4 separate regions of the Sus scrofa genome follow, and regions 1, 2 and 4 are each linked to region 3. Evidence: chromatin contacts called from public HiChIP or PLAC-seq data. All regions are on one chromosome and are shown on one strand. The core of a region is the stretch at or near the end of the contact, and the rest is flanking DNA. Distances in the headings are between cores, read along the strand shown.

Region 1 (3,344 bases), core at 313-2,812, 140 kb before region 3:
CACCGATGTCCTTGCAAAGATGTCATTGGATTCCTGGGCCCTTACACTCTCATTGTCACCTGCACCTCCACTGCCTCCTGTCTCAGCAGACTTTTGCGGTCTTGTGGCAATTCCTTTGTCTTCACTCTGCACGTGTTCAGTTCCCTGTTGTGATTTCCAGGGCACGCACACACACACACAAACATACCCAGACACAAACATATACAGCTAGAGGTACACACACACTCAGGAAGAAAGGCACATAAAAACAGACACATCCAAGCATAGACAGACACAACGATACACACAAACAAATGTTCACACACACAGATGCACATCCAGACACTTACACCCAGACGCACACAGATGCATGCCCTCCCCCCAACAGACAGGTCCACAGACATATACAAACTCACATGCAGACACACACCCAGACATTCATAGAGTCACAGCCAGACACACACGCCTAGACACACCCAGGGCACACACAGATGCTCACCCCCACACACGCAGATAGACACACACAGTCTCACACCCAGACATACACAGAGGCACTCCCAGACACACAGATGCACAAAGATGCACTAGATCTGAGTGTGTGGTAGACTTTACAAGGGTTTTGGGGTCTGGAAGGAGTTTGCAATACGGACGACTGATAAATGAGTTTCAGGGTCATCCTTCCATGTCCTGGAAACATCCTTCTCTTTCTTTCTTCTTTTACCACCCCTCTCCACCCCCTGCCAATATTCTTCTCCGCTTTGACCTTTTCAGAAAAAAGTTTATTGAAGTAGAGTTGATTTGCCATGTTGTGTTCATTTCTGCTGTACAGCAAAGTGATTCAGTTTTATGGATTCTTTGGCACATACTTTCTTCCGTTATGGTTTATCACAGGCTATTGAATATAGTTCCCTGTGCCAGACAGTAGGACCCTGGTGTTTATCCATCCTCTATATAGTAGTTTGCAACTGCTAACCCCAAACTCCCAGTCCTTCCCTCCTCATTCCCCCACCCCTGGCAACCCAAGTCGTTTCTCTGTGTCCGTGAGTCTGTTTCTGTCTTACAGATAGGTTCTTTTGGGTCACGTTTTAGCTTCCACATATAAGTGGATATCATATGAAATTTGTCTTTATCTGACTTAATCCACTAAGTAGTATGGTAATTTCCCAGTTCATCCATGCTGCTGCCAATGGCATTATTTCATTTTTGATGACCGGGTAGTATTCCATTGTGTACACATGTACCGCATCTTCTTTATCCATTCATCGGCCTAGGGACATTTAGATTGTTTCCATGGCTTGGATATTGCAAATTCCACCTTTTCTTAAAAGAACAACTCTTTTCTTCTCAACTTCCCCATTTCAAGCTCTGCTCTGGACATTCCCTCCCAAGTTTCTTCTCTCACAAACATGCTCTGCTAACGAAGAGGCCTTCCAATCTGGCCTCTTCCTCTCATATCAGGTTTCGTGAAGGAAAAGAGCAGCAAGGAGATTGATTTCCTCACTGACGTGAATTATGCCACATGTCCTCACACGACCATAAAACACCAGCATGGTGTCTTGGTCCCTCCTGGCTGCTATAACAACAATGCCATAAACTGGGTGATACATAAACATTTAGTGCTCACCATTCCAAAGGCTGGTGGTCCAGGGATGATTCACCGGCAGATTCAGTGTCTGGTGACAGTCCACTTCCGGATTCATAGACACCAACTTCTCACCATGTCCTCACATACTGAGGGGCAAGGGAACACAAAGGGACCTCTGTTCTAACGGCACTAAGGGCACTAATCCCTTCACAGGGGCTCCACCCTCATCTCCAAAGGCCTCCACCTCCTAATATCATCATGTTGAGGATTAGGTTTCAACAGAAGAATTTGGGGGAGTGCATAAACGCTTAGAGTACAGCATATGATTACGCTCTGTCTGCTATTAAATTTACGGAGGTTCTGGCCTGGTGGTGGTGATTTCATTTACCGCTGCTGTCTGGTAGGGCCGTTGGCAGGACCAAGTGAAATGCAGTGGTGGTTGTGGTGGTGACTGTGGGTTTAGGATTCTTTTCTTTTTTTTTTTTTTTGGTTGGCCACACTCAAGGCATATGGAAGTTTCCTGGCCAGGGACTGAATCTGAGCTGCTGCTGCAGCCTGCCTCACAGTTGCAGCAATGCCAGATCCTTAACCCACAGTGCCAGGTGCGAACTCCTAGGATTCTTTTCTAAGTCAAATTAGAACCTAGTGTTCCTGGTAATTGGTGCCTCATCTCCTCAAACACAGCAAGCTCCCATCTGGCTCAGGGTTTTGTCCACATTGTTCCCTCTGTTCTTCTCCATTTTTGATGCGTTTCTCTCCTTTTCATTCCTCGGGTCTCAGCCTTGGTGTCATCACCTTAGAAACGTTTTCCCAGACCTCTTTGCTGATTTCCCTCATGCTTTCTATCACGGCTCACAGTTATCCTCGTTTTCTTCTGTACTTTATGTCTGGTCTGTTCTCCTCCCCTAGAAAGTAAGCTCTCTGAGGCTGAGAACCATGTCTGAAGTTCGTCATGACATCCCCAGAGCCAGCATAGCACTTAGTATGCATGGGTGATTGCATGAAACACCCTACCTCAAATCCCTCCCCCAAGAAATGAATAACTCTTAAGGGCCTTACTTTTTTTTTTTTTTAATTTAAAAAAAATTTTAAATTAACGTATATTTGATTTACAGTGTTGTGCCAATTTCTGCTGTAAAACAGTGACCCAAAGATATACATACACATTCCATTTCTTATATGATCTTCCATCATGGTCTATCCCAAGAGACTGGATATTGTTCCCTGTGCTACACAGCAGGACCTCATTGCTTATTGCATCTACTAACCCCAAACTCCCAGTCCATCCCACTCCCTTCCCCCTCCCCCTCAGCAACCACGGTCTATTCTCTATGTCTGTGAGTCTGTTTCGGCTTTGTAGGAAGGTTCATTTGTGCCATATTTTAGTTTCCACATATAAGTGATATCACATGGTATTTGTCTTTTTCTTTCTAACTTACTTCACTTAGTATGAGAATCTCTAGTTGCATCTATGTTGCTGCAAATGGCATTATTTCATTTTTTTAATTATGGCATAGTAGTATTCCATTGTGTATATACCACACCTTCTCAATCCATTCATCTGTCGATGGGCATTTAGGCTGTTTCCCTATCTTAGCTATTGCGAATAGTGCTGCAGTGAACAGAGGGGTGCATGTATCTGCCTGGATATATGAAGGGCCTTACTTCCTACATCGGGTTTTTTGTTTGTTTGTTTGTTTGTTTGTTGGTCTTTTTGCCATTTCTTGGGCCGTTCTCATGGCATATGGAGGTTCCCAGGCTAGGGGTCAAATCGGAGTTG
Region 2 (3,679 bases), core at 123-2,622, 170 kb before region 3:
AGGTTCCCAGGCTAGGGGTCTAATCGGAGCTGTAGCCATTGGCCTACACCAGAGCCACAGCAACGTGGGATCCGAGCCTCGTCTGCAACCTACACCACAGCTCACGGCAACGCCGGATCGTTAACCCACTGAGCAAGGGCAGGGACCGAACCGGCAGGCAACCTCATGGTTCCTAGTGGGATTCGTTAACCACTGCGCCACGAGGGGAACTCCCGCATCATTGTTTATTATTCTCACTGACCTCATTAATTCCAGACCAAACATGGTTCCATAGCTGACTCACAGATATACCTTGCAGGCTCTACATTAATCTTTAAAAAGTGAATTCAGAGTTCCTGTCATGGCTCAGCAGAAATGAATCTGACTAGGAACCATGAGGTTTTGGGTTCAATCCCTGGCCTCGCTCAATGGATTAAGGATCCGGCGTTGCCATGAGCTGTGGTGTAGATCACAAACGCAGCTCGGATCTGGCGTTGATGTAGGCCGGTGGCTGCAGCTCCGATTAGACCCCTAACCTGGGAATCTCCATATGCTGCGGGTGCGGTCCTCAAAAGACAAAAAGACAAAAAAAAAAAAAAATCATTGACAACATTCAGAAATTAAGAATTTACACAAAAATCTGATTTTTTTTTTTTTTTTTTTTTGGCTTCTCTTAGAAAGTCAGATCTGACAATCCTAGGTCCCCATTCCCCCCTGGCATCGTGGACTGGAGCCGAGTATCTGCAGGAGTTCTTCAGTTTTCCATACTCCCCACCCATCCCCAGCCCTGAAACCAAGACTCCAGAGCCCAGGATCATTGCACACACAGAGTCGTATTCCTTACGCTCAAGAAATCCTTCCTGTACCCAGGAAATTGAAAACCAGACCAAGGAAGTGGTATGTTTTTTGAAAAGAAAGCATAAATCAATCTCTGTAAGCAAAGACAATCCTTAGGAGTTTTATGCTGAAAACACCCGCACTCACTTGCTGAACTGCCCAGCCTGGCGGGCATTTGCATTTTCCATCCCTGGCTCCGTGAGATGTGTCCCCACTGGCCATTGTTTCCTTCCTGTTCATGTTCTGTCCCCCACCAGCTTCCTTGTCACCGCCCCAAAGCACTTCTCTTTCCTCTCCTTCCCCATGTGTGGGAATGACATAGGTTTTAGAGCGGAATAAACCTGGTTCAATCCTAATGCTTCTGAGCTTCCGGTTTGCGTCTATGGAAAGGGTACAGTATCAGGTTGCCTTATCGGGTGGTTTGAGAATTAACCAAGAGCATGTACATCCAGTCCTTGGCATGACGCCTGGCAAAGAGTGATTGCTCAATAGTGCTAGTTCCTTTCCTCTGGTTAAAGGGGGAGCCTCTTCAAGGTTCTGTCCCCCGACCCTTCCGCTCACTGTCCAGTCCTCCGGGGGTAGCAGTTACTGAACCAGATGAGGAAGTGACCTTGAACTGCACAAGTAGAGCCCTCTCGACCCAGACCACGTGTATCTCCAACTCAACTTCCCTCAGCGAGATCCAAGAAAACCCACAGAAATTCCGGCCTCCCCACCCCAAGAGGACGTGAGATGAGCGCAGTGGAAGGAAGGAGACATTGGTCTCAACGGAGTGCAGTCAAACTCTCACACTCTGGCAAAGGTTATCCGCATGAATAACCATGCGAGCTCCTTGCTAGGACCTCAGAAGTGCCCGTGCAAGTGATGAACCCTGAAGCTTAACCTTAACGACCTTGACGACAGAGTCACCTCTGTCCATACCCGCTTCGGTCTGGCCAAATGGGATTGACACCCACTGCCAAGACCCTGCTTGTGTTGGTCCATCATCCTGTCAATCACCCGTCTGCCATGAACACATCCCAACGTTTTTCAATGAATTCTCTTCCATCCTCTTCCATACCCTTAAAGAATCTCACCTTGTATGTCTCTTATTGATTATGGCAGAGGCGACCTTGTGTTTTAGTCTTCCGTTCATTCAACACACGTTTGTTGAATGCCCATCATGTTTCAGCTATTGTTTGGACATTAGGGATACCCCCAAAGAAGCCAAGTCCTAGCATTCTTGGAGCTGATAGCCTAGTTGGGGTATACCTTATAAGCACCTTAAAATGCAAATAAAATCATTTCAGAGAGTGATAGGGCCTTGGAGAGCCTGGCCATGGAGTGACCAGGGGAAAGGAATGCTGCTTTAGCTGATGGTATGAGAGCCCCCCCCCCTTTTTTTATCTTATTTTAGGGCCACACCTTTTTTTGTTTGTTTGTTTGTTTGTTTTAATTGTAGGGCCACATCTGCGGCATATGGAAGTTCCCAGGCTAGGGGTCAAATCGGAGCTGTAGTTGCTGGCCTAGATCACAGCCACAGCAACGCAGGATCTGAGTCATGTCTGCGATCTACACCACAGCTCATGGCAATGCCAGATCCTCAACCCACTGAGCGAGGCCAGGGATCAAACCTGCGTCCTCATGGATGCTAATCAGATTCATTTCCACTGAGCCACAATGGGAACTCCATGAGAGGCCTTTGTGATGAGCTGACCCTGGATAATGAGAGGAAGCCTGCCCCAAGAAGAGCTGAGGAAAAGGCATTCTGGGCCTAAGGAACAGCAAGCGCAAAGGCAACAAGGCAGAATACTGGCTCCGGATAAATTATATTGGGGGACACTCTCATTCCTGTCTCTAATGAGCCTTTAGTCCCTGCACAGCATACAGGATCCCCCAACTTTTGTCTCCTACCTAGATCTTTCCTTCAGAGCAGGATCCTTTTCTGTTTGGAAGTTCTGGACTCTGCTTCAAAACATGCCTCTTTTGCAATTCCCGTTGCTGTTCAGCAAGTTAAGAACCCAACATAGTGTCATGAGGATGTGGGTTCAGTCCCTGGCCTCATTCAGTGGGTTAAGGATCCAGGGTTGCCACAAGCTGTGGCAAAGGTTGCAGAGGGAGCGTCAGTGTTGCTGTGGCCGGAGCATAGGTGGCAGCTGCATCTCCGATCTGACCCCTAGCCCAAGAACTTCCATATGCCATGCGTGTGGCCTTAAAAGAAAAAAAAAATGCGTGTTTCATGTTCTGGAGCAGGAAAAGCCTCTGGTTGCGTGTTAATTAGTGATAGGCTGCTAATGTATTACTTCATCTCAGATTGTGTCTGTGCTTCTCAACAAAACTTCGGATGGAAAACAAATGCCTTGATTTCAAAATGTGCCTCTGACAGCAGGAATGTCGGTCAATGTGGCAGGTCAGTAGAAGAGATATTTTTAGACATGGGTGAGTGCTCAGGCCCTGCAAACCATCTGAGGTGTGGTGACACCAATATTGGTGTGTTATTTTTCTGTTGCTCCTCTAACATATTTCGAAGATTTTAGTTGCTTAAAACAACATCTATTGGAATTTCTATTGTGGCTCAGCAGTAATGAACTGGACTAGTGGCCATGAGGATGTGGGTTCGATCCCTGGCCTCAGTCAGTGGGTTAAGGATCCGGCGATGCTGTGAGCTGTGGTGTAGTTTGCAGACCTGGCTTGGAGCTAGCATTGCTATGGCTGTGGCATAGGCCAGCAGCTACAGCTCCGATTGGACTCCTAGCCTGGGAACCTCCATATGCCACCATGGGTGCAGCTCTAAAAAAAAAGTCTATGTATTATGTCATGGTTCCAAGTATAGAGTGACTCAGTGTGTCTTTTGCTTAGAGTCTCACCAAGGTGTCAGCAGGAC
Region 3 (3,568 bases), core at 48-2,547:
CTTTTAAAGAGAAAAAATGGGCTTTCTTTAAAGAACATGTATGCAGTTGTTTACCTTAAATTAGTGACGCTGCGTATTATCAAAAGAAGAGCTCTGAGTATTTTGCTTTAATTCATTCACTCAGTCATGCAACAAGTATTTATTGACAACTCTCCAGCATTCCAGACACTGCTAAATATTGATTATTTTTTTAAGAAAAGTGAACAGATCTCTCATGGAGGAGGACTCCGTCTACTGCTCTCACAACCTCTGAGGGGTTTTATGGGAGCTCTTTGCAAATGAACATACTTGGAACCATTGAAATAAGATTTTATTTATTTTTTGGCGTCGGCTGTAGATAGATGCACGTTTGGGGTGTATGCAGGCAGACTTGTTTCCGCTTTGCCTGGAGTTGCCTTACCTAGAGATCTTCCTCACGCAGCATCTCTGTGTCTAGAGGACAGCACCATGACTCGGGGAAGAGGTGCCCACTGATAGCTCAGGTGAACTTCAACTTGGCTGGTCGCTGGATCAGTCTGTTAGGAGCTAGAAGCTCTCGGTGTCTGCTTTTCGCGGCGGGGGAAGAGGATTTTTCCTTAGCACAATCATGGCGATGTTAACTCTCTCGGCCGACTAGTGGCACAAAGGAAAATTGCCGCCCAGGTCTGCATTGGCGGAGGCGGAAAGCCGCAGTTCGGACACTTCCCTGTGACAGCGCCGGCCGAGCCGGGGCGGGGAGAGCCGGGCGCAGCAGAGGCACGCCACGAGAGTGCTGTGAGGTGGCATGCCTCTGTTTTTATCCAGATTTGCCAGTAGCATGTTTATTCAGTGTGGTGCCTCTGCTGAGATAAGACCCTCTTCCTCTAGATGCCCTAGACCGCCGTCTGTTTAGCCGGAGAACTTAATGAGTAATGAATGTGCTTGGCCGGCTGATAGAAAGTATTTCCACGGTCCGCGGCTGTGTTTATAGAGAGCCGGAGAGAGACCACAGGCAGCAATTTGTCTTCTTAGGTATCAGCAAAGTCTTCTCTTTTTAACAACTAGGGGATTTATTTTTAACTGCTTGAGTCAGTGTTTGTCAGATGATTCGGACCATCAAACTGCAGCTCGAAGTCCCCGGTGCGGGGGAAGCTGGCATGGCAGGGGGAAGGGGGCTGGCTGGGAAAAGGGGTGGGCTCTCAGCATCGTGCCTCCGGGGCTCTGCCTCCCGACTACGTGGGAGAGTTTAGGGCTTCCAGCAGCCCAAGTGGATTTGCAGGTCAAGCTGGAAACTAAGGGGTAGCGTCTGCCTTCTGCGGCTTAAAAGACAGAATTGCCTGGTGGTTGGGTATTGTGAGGAGCACCCAGGAGCCAGGGACCAGGGGATTCTGAGCGCTGGCCTCTGCCGTTCCTTCGGCAAATTGAGCTTTTCTCCTGCTTGATGCTGCCTGTCTGCAGAAGCCTCTCACCATGATCGATAGCTCCAAGAAGCAGCAACAGGGCTTCCCGGAGATTTTAACTGCTGGCGATTTTGAGCCGCTCAAAGAAAAGGAATGCCTTGAAGGGAGCAACCAGAAAAGTCTCAAGGAAGGTCAGTCTGTCTGTGGCCAGGGGCAAAACTGCCGAATTCATATTCCTGTCAGCCGGGCCCAGCGTGTGTCTGCTTCCCATGCTGTGTGTCTGTCTACTCTCTGTCCAGTGTGTACCGGGTCCAAGTTCTCTGAAAGGAAAGCTTAATGCTGTTCCTGATAGCTCTTTCTCAAGATTGCTGAACTGATAGAACTCTAGAGATTTGGCAGCAGTGGATACAGTGGAGAGGGCTTAGGAAGCCAGTCGTCATTTCAGTAAAATCCTTCCAGGTTCATTTTGTCTATTTTCTCATGTTCTCCAATCTTGGGGGGCCCCCACCCCCACTTGCGGAGAGGCCATTTCCTTTTCAGTGTTTTTCAGAACACCGCTTCTTTTAGATTTACAAGCACGTAATTCCAGGAAAATGATTTTTTTTCTAATTAGCATGTTTATGGTTTGTATTGTTTAAAACCAAGAAGGTAACTAGCTCTTAATTATATCTTTAAATGTTTGGTTTAATTGGTTATCATGCACATTGCACCATCATTTTGTTTTGTTTTGTTTTCTTAAGCACATTACATAGTTTTGTGGGTTTTTTTTTTTTTTTAAACAAAGCAAGAAAGCTTAAGAATACTCTCAAATATTGTAAATGGCTACTGCACAGGTATGGCACTGATTGATTTAAGAAAAATGTCCAAAGGTCTGGGCATTACCGTCCTGTGTTCTGGCACACCCAAGTGTGCAAGACCTGTGCATGACATGCTTTGCTATAGCCGCTGGAGACCAGAGACCACTGAGTACAAAATTTGGAATGTTCAAAGAATAAGTTTTTCCTGAATTTGAGATTTGAAAGTCACCTTTCTCATGCCTGTTTACTTTGAATTTGATTTTCTGGTGTTCTTTGGGAGAAACCCCACTGCACCCCCACCCAGTCACCTCTTTTCATTTTCTCTGCTTTCAGCTCCTGCCCTCAGCCGCCCCCTCCACTCTCCACCCGCTCTTCCTCACCTTTAGAGACCCAGACAGTAAACGTAGTTACCTGCCGGACAGCATTTGTGCTTCTCCAAAACAATATGCCTCCTTGATTTTTTGGATACATTTAGAATATGAGAATGTGATGACAAACTAGTGCATTTTTAGAAGATAGTACTTTTGCCTACTGGTAGAAAAAACAAACATCTAGATGGAAACAAACACACAATGCAGTATAAATAGCTGTTGCCAGGAACCAGACAATAGGGTTGCCTCTGCCTGTGTACAGTAAGTCTTCTTGCAGAGTCTCATAAAATCAGTATCAGAAGAGTTTTGAGGGCACGGTCTCCTGACTCCTGCAAGGAACTTCGAATTTTTAAATCATTAACGTAAAACAGGGATTATCTCTGTGTGTCAGTTAAGTCAAGCTTTAGCATTAATGAGGTATTAATACCATACATTTTACACAATTTTTGTGCTTCTTGAAAAACTGGGAAAGTAGAGGAAAATGAAATTAGGGAAATAAAAAGATGTTACAATGGCAGTATGATAAGGAGCATGGAGAGCAAGAATTAAAAATGTAAGAAAACAGGGTAGGAGTATCAACAGGAACAGCAAAGCGGCCTTGAGATGATTACATAATGTATCAATTCTTTCCCTAACGACTGTGACCATGCTTTGAATTTATACATGTGCAGCACTATCATGTCTCAAGAGCAAGAGCATGGCCCCTGAAGTGAGAGATACTTAGAATCAATTCCCATTTTCTAGCTCTGTGACCCAGGGCAAGTTCTCTGCTCTGAGCCTTCATTTCCTCAATTGTGCAATGAAGATAAACAGAACCCACTTCATAGTGTTTTTATGAGATGCCCAGTTTAATGCCAGTTTGCCAGCTCTCTTCTTACTTTTTTAACCCTTTGTTACTTTTCCCTTCTGTTTAAAATTTAATTTTAAAAATCCCGTGTATATTGGCAAAGTAGAGAAGTGTCTTTATATCTACCTGTTACTGTCATGTAAATTCATCAGTATAAAGAGGTATACAGGGAGAGCACTTTTGTATTTTAAAACA
Region 4 (3,526 bases), core at 1,002-3,501, 220 kb before region 3:
CAAAAGAACAGTGCTCCCCGAGGGCCTGGGAGGCAGGTAAACAAAATCAACTTGTGGTTTAAACAAGGGAATTTCCTAGGATTCATGAAAATAGTGAATAAACAGGGTCTGATGAAACGGTGACAGGGTATATCTGAGATGATATTTGGGGACACTTTTAATTAGGACCTCCAGAATTTGGTGTCAATGAGAGGAGAGGTTTGCTCCCATGAACAGCTTGTTTCTGGGAAGGGTGACACCCAGCCGCAGCTGGGGGAAGAAGAAAGCTCAGTAGAACAAGGGAAGCGTGACTGGGCAGGTTTGTTTTTGGCAAAAGGCATTTATTGCATAAGGCGGAGGGCCCCCTCTGGATCTGATGCTGTACCAGTCCACGCCAGCAAGGACGTTCAGTCGTGCAGCAAAGAGAAGTCCAACAAAGAACATGAGCAAGTAAGGTCTTAAAAACACCTCTAGAGAGGGATCAGTGCGGCAGGGCTCAGAGAATGAAGTCATATCCAGGGCTAGGGGCAGGGCTGGCCTCAAAGAGAACGTAGGATTCAAGATGAGACTGAAAGCACAGCTAGGATTTCATCAGACAGAGATGCAGATGATGCACTGACGTCCAAGCACAGAGCACAAGCAAAGAAACAGATGGGAAACAGAATGGTGTTTCAAGAAAGTCGTGAACAGCAGAGTGGGAACAAGACACGGGGGGCATAGTGTAGGAGTCTCCCAAGTGCTAGGCTTGAGGAGTTTGTTCTTATTTCAGTAGAAAAAGGAACATTGGAGTAAGGGAAGGACGTGACCAAGAAGGCTGTTTTAAGACTTGGGTCTGGCAGTAGTAAGTTTGCAATGGAAAGGAACTAAGATCGGTTGAGCACTTAGATATTTCACATATGTTACCCCCATTAAATCCTCACACCCTGAAAGAGGGATGACACCTGCTTTACAGATGAGGAGATGAAGCCTCGGAGGGATCAAGAAATTAAAGTCACCGTGGACATAAAGGGCAGAGATGGGACCCCAACTCCAAAGCCGCCTTCCTTTCTACCATACCTTGCTACCTGGGGGGAAGGGCTGCAGGTGAAAAGACCATTTCAGAAACTGTCATTAACAATCTAAGCAACAGGTGGTTTTGGCCAAAACTCAGATGGTATAGCTTTGGGAATGGAAAGGACATAAACTGAAGAAGCATCAAAGGACAGTCTAGGGAATGCGGCAAGGAAATTACATGCCTAGGAAGAATCTGAATAACACCTCGCCTTGAAGCCTCAGGAGACAAGGAAGCCATTAACAGAAACAAAGAGTCTGGAGAAAGACTGTGCAGGCAAGGCTCAGCTCACTTAGGATCGAGTTTTGCGAGAGCCATGGTCAGGCAGTCTCAACCGAAGAGGTGGCAGACCTCTGCTGGGAAGTGAGAATTGAAGACAAAAAATAAATGAGCAAATATGAAACAGGACTTTAGAAAATGCCTACATTTAGGAGGTGAGATGATAGAGGATACATTCTAAAAAGAAGATTCTGGATCATGCCGCCACCAGAATCAAAAGCAGGGGAGAATTTCAAGGCAGTGACCCACAGGGTCAGGAGTTGAGCAGCAGGAACGCTGGTGGCCTCAGTTTGCAACACGGCAGGGGAGCTCTGGGTGTCCAGGATGGTGGTTGCAGGGAGCCTGGGGCACACGCCAGACTGAGGCACCGAGGAATCCTTAGGATTGCGAGACTGGGCAAGCCTTAGGCCAAGGTGATCAGAAGGAAGGCGCCAGGACCCAGTGAGAGAAGGAAGATGCAGGAGAGAGAACAGGTAATGAATGGAACCAAAACCCAGGGCTGAGGTCCTGGGGATGGAGGGAGAAAAGAGTGCTTTCCCTTTTTTTCCTTTCACACCTACAGAAAACCTGTTATACTGATTTGGCTCTTCTTACAAATCAGCATTTATTGTGCTATGTACCCCTAACTTGGAACGGAACTAGCAAACCACGATAAGTAACAATGAGCCCTTTTCTGGTCTATTTTAAGGACAAATGCTGCTGTTTGGCGATGGGATCTGCTCGTGTTTAAACTAGAAGCGGGGGGCGGGGGGAGCAGAACCCCTCTCTAACCTGGCTGGATAGTTTTATTACTATTTAAAGCATCCCTTTCAGCGATTTAGGAAACATTAATGCGTGCTGGCTAATGTCGGCTGGAAACCGAAAGTCTGACAGCAGCTCTCAGCCAATCCTGAGATTTGGTGAGGATTTTTATTTTGGTCGTCCTGAGCCTACTGTAACTGGGGCGGCTGAGTTGCTATGGTGATTTGTTCTCCAAACAGAGGGCTTTGCCGCAGTACCTTGAAACAGCAGATCAATCTACTTTATGTTGACTTGATCATGATATTAATTCTAGTTGAAACCTCCCCCAGGCTCCCATCAGGACTTGTACGCAGGAATTTTAAATCCGGGTCCAAGAGGCATCGTCTTTTTAAAGCCAGGCCCTCACAATTCCTGCCCCCGAGACTGCAGGCTCACAGTCAAAAGCTCCGGGGTCAGGGGTGGGGGGGACTGCAGTTGGAGGAAGGTTCATCATTGAAGCAATTATGTGCTTAATCGCTGCAGCGTGGGCACCGGCTGCAAGTTGTGACTCATTCCCCACTCTGTCACTAATAATTGGGGGCGGTGGACAGGATGCACAGAAAACTCAGCTGCTTTTTCCCGAGTTCCTCTTGCAAATCTGGAAGTCGCTGAGATCCGTCCTTGAAGCAGGGGAGAAAGGCCGACCTCAGCTCCACGACGTGGCCCTGCCTGTCTCCACCGGTAGGGGGCCCCATTGAGTCACCGGACTCTATAAGGATGACTGCACTTTGAATGGGGGTGTAGCTGCCTCTGGGTCTTGCCCAACGGTGACGCGGGAGAGGAAAAAAAAAAAAAAAAAGGAGCTGCCTGATTTCCAGCGTGACTCATTATAAACAAACGGAGGACAGATTGACTGCCTCTTATCAGAGCCTGAGTATGAGCCCCAGGACTGAGGGTGAGTCATACTGGAAGTCCCGTCTTTTGTTGGTCAGAGGGATTGTTCTCCCTGCGGAAGGGGTGGATTTGCTGAGTGGGGGATGGGGGTGCTAAGGGATCACTTCAATACCATCAGTGACCCCAAGGTGAGCCCTGGGCTCCTAGTGAGATCCAATTCCCTCAAAACCAAAAAAGTTTCCAAACTGAAGATAAAAACTGGCCATACCCACAAGAAAACTCATTTGGAGTTCATGGAATGTCCGGAATCTTGCATTGATGGTGTCACAACATACACATATGCCAGTTATCATCAAAGTATACATTTTAAGTACTGCTGTGTGTTGTATGTAAATTACACTGCAAAGTTTTTGGTCTTTTGGGGGGGGGGCACACCATGCAGAATTTCCTAGATCAGGGATAGAACATCACCACAGCAGTGACAACACTGGATCCTTAACAGCTAAGCCACCAGGGATTTTTAAGAAATACAGTTTGGTGAGGGGGAAAAAAACCTGGCCAACCCATTTTTATGGTGGTTTACCCTGAAGCTCTGCGTACACT

Evidence for each region. HiChIP or PLAC-seq counts read pairs in DNA pulled down with a chosen protein or histone mark.
Region 1: an H3K27ac HiChIP or PLAC-seq map of skeletal muscle shows a contact between it and region 3. The contact joins two enhancer-like sites. A contact is called at or near these places in 3 of 47 Hi-C or Micro-C datasets (embryonic fibroblasts and skeletal muscle) and 2 of 2 datasets of contacts at active chromatin or transcription factors (alveolar macrophages and skeletal muscle).
Region 2: a contact with region 3 is called in an H3K27ac HiChIP or PLAC-seq map of alveolar macrophages. The contact joins two enhancer-like sites. A contact is called at or near these places in 1 of 47 Hi-C or Micro-C datasets (embryonic fibroblasts) and 2 of 2 datasets of contacts at active chromatin or transcription factors (alveolar macrophages and skeletal muscle).
Region 4: a contact with region 3 is called in an H3K27ac HiChIP or PLAC-seq map of skeletal muscle, with 12 times the contacts expected there. The contact joins two enhancer-like sites. A contact is called at or near these places in 1 of 5 promoter capture datasets (liver), 20 of 47 Hi-C or Micro-C datasets (adipose tissue, alveolar macrophages, brain and 12 more) and 2 of 2 datasets of contacts at active chromatin or transcription factors (alveolar macrophages and skeletal muscle).

What each region holds. Positions count from the first base shown.
Region 1 is chr3:29,177,714-29,181,057 of Sscrofa11.1, reverse strand. The region is part of intron 1 of MKL2 (MKL/myocardin-like protein 2); the gene reads left to right. Among named protein-coding and RNA genes, the nearest start is that of MKL2, 61 kb to the left of the region's middle. Within about 2 kb of position 1,562, at least 1 of the 83 cell types and tissues checked has an H3K27ac peak or open chromatin away from gene starts, as enhancers often do. A contact at or near this core is called in skeletal muscle, where this site is marked.
Region 2 is chr3:29,210,359-29,214,037 of Sscrofa11.1, reverse strand. All of the region lies in intron 1 of MKL2 (MKL/myocardin-like protein 2), which reads left to right. Among named protein-coding and RNA genes, the nearest start is that of MKL2, 28 kb to the left of the region's middle. Within about 2 kb of position 1,372, at least 21 of the 83 cell types and tissues checked have an H3K27ac peak or open chromatin away from gene starts, as enhancers often do. A contact at or near this core is called in alveolar macrophages and skeletal muscle, where this site is marked.
Region 3 is chr3:29,042,025-29,045,592 of Sscrofa11.1, reverse strand. All of the region lies in intron 4 of MKL2 (MKL/myocardin-like protein 2), which reads left to right. Among named protein-coding and RNA genes, the nearest start is that of TRNAT-CGU, 110 kb to the right of the region's middle. Within about 2 kb of position 1,297, at least 63 of the 83 cell types and tissues checked have an H3K27ac peak or open chromatin away from gene starts, as enhancers often do. A contact at or near this core is called in adipose tissue, alveolar macrophages, brain and 4 more, where this site is marked.
Region 4 is chr3:29,260,861-29,264,386 of Sscrofa11.1, reverse strand. It overlaps LOC106509690 (a long non-coding RNA gene), which reads left to right. Exons shown (of 4, transcript XR_002342411.1): 1 at 1-2,984. Among named protein-coding and RNA genes, the nearest start is that of MKL2, 22 kb to the right of the region's middle. Within about 2 kb of position 2,251, at least 47 of the 83 cell types and tissues checked have an H3K27ac peak or open chromatin away from gene starts, as enhancers often do. A contact at or near this core is called in adipose tissue, alveolar macrophages, brain and 4 more, where this site is marked.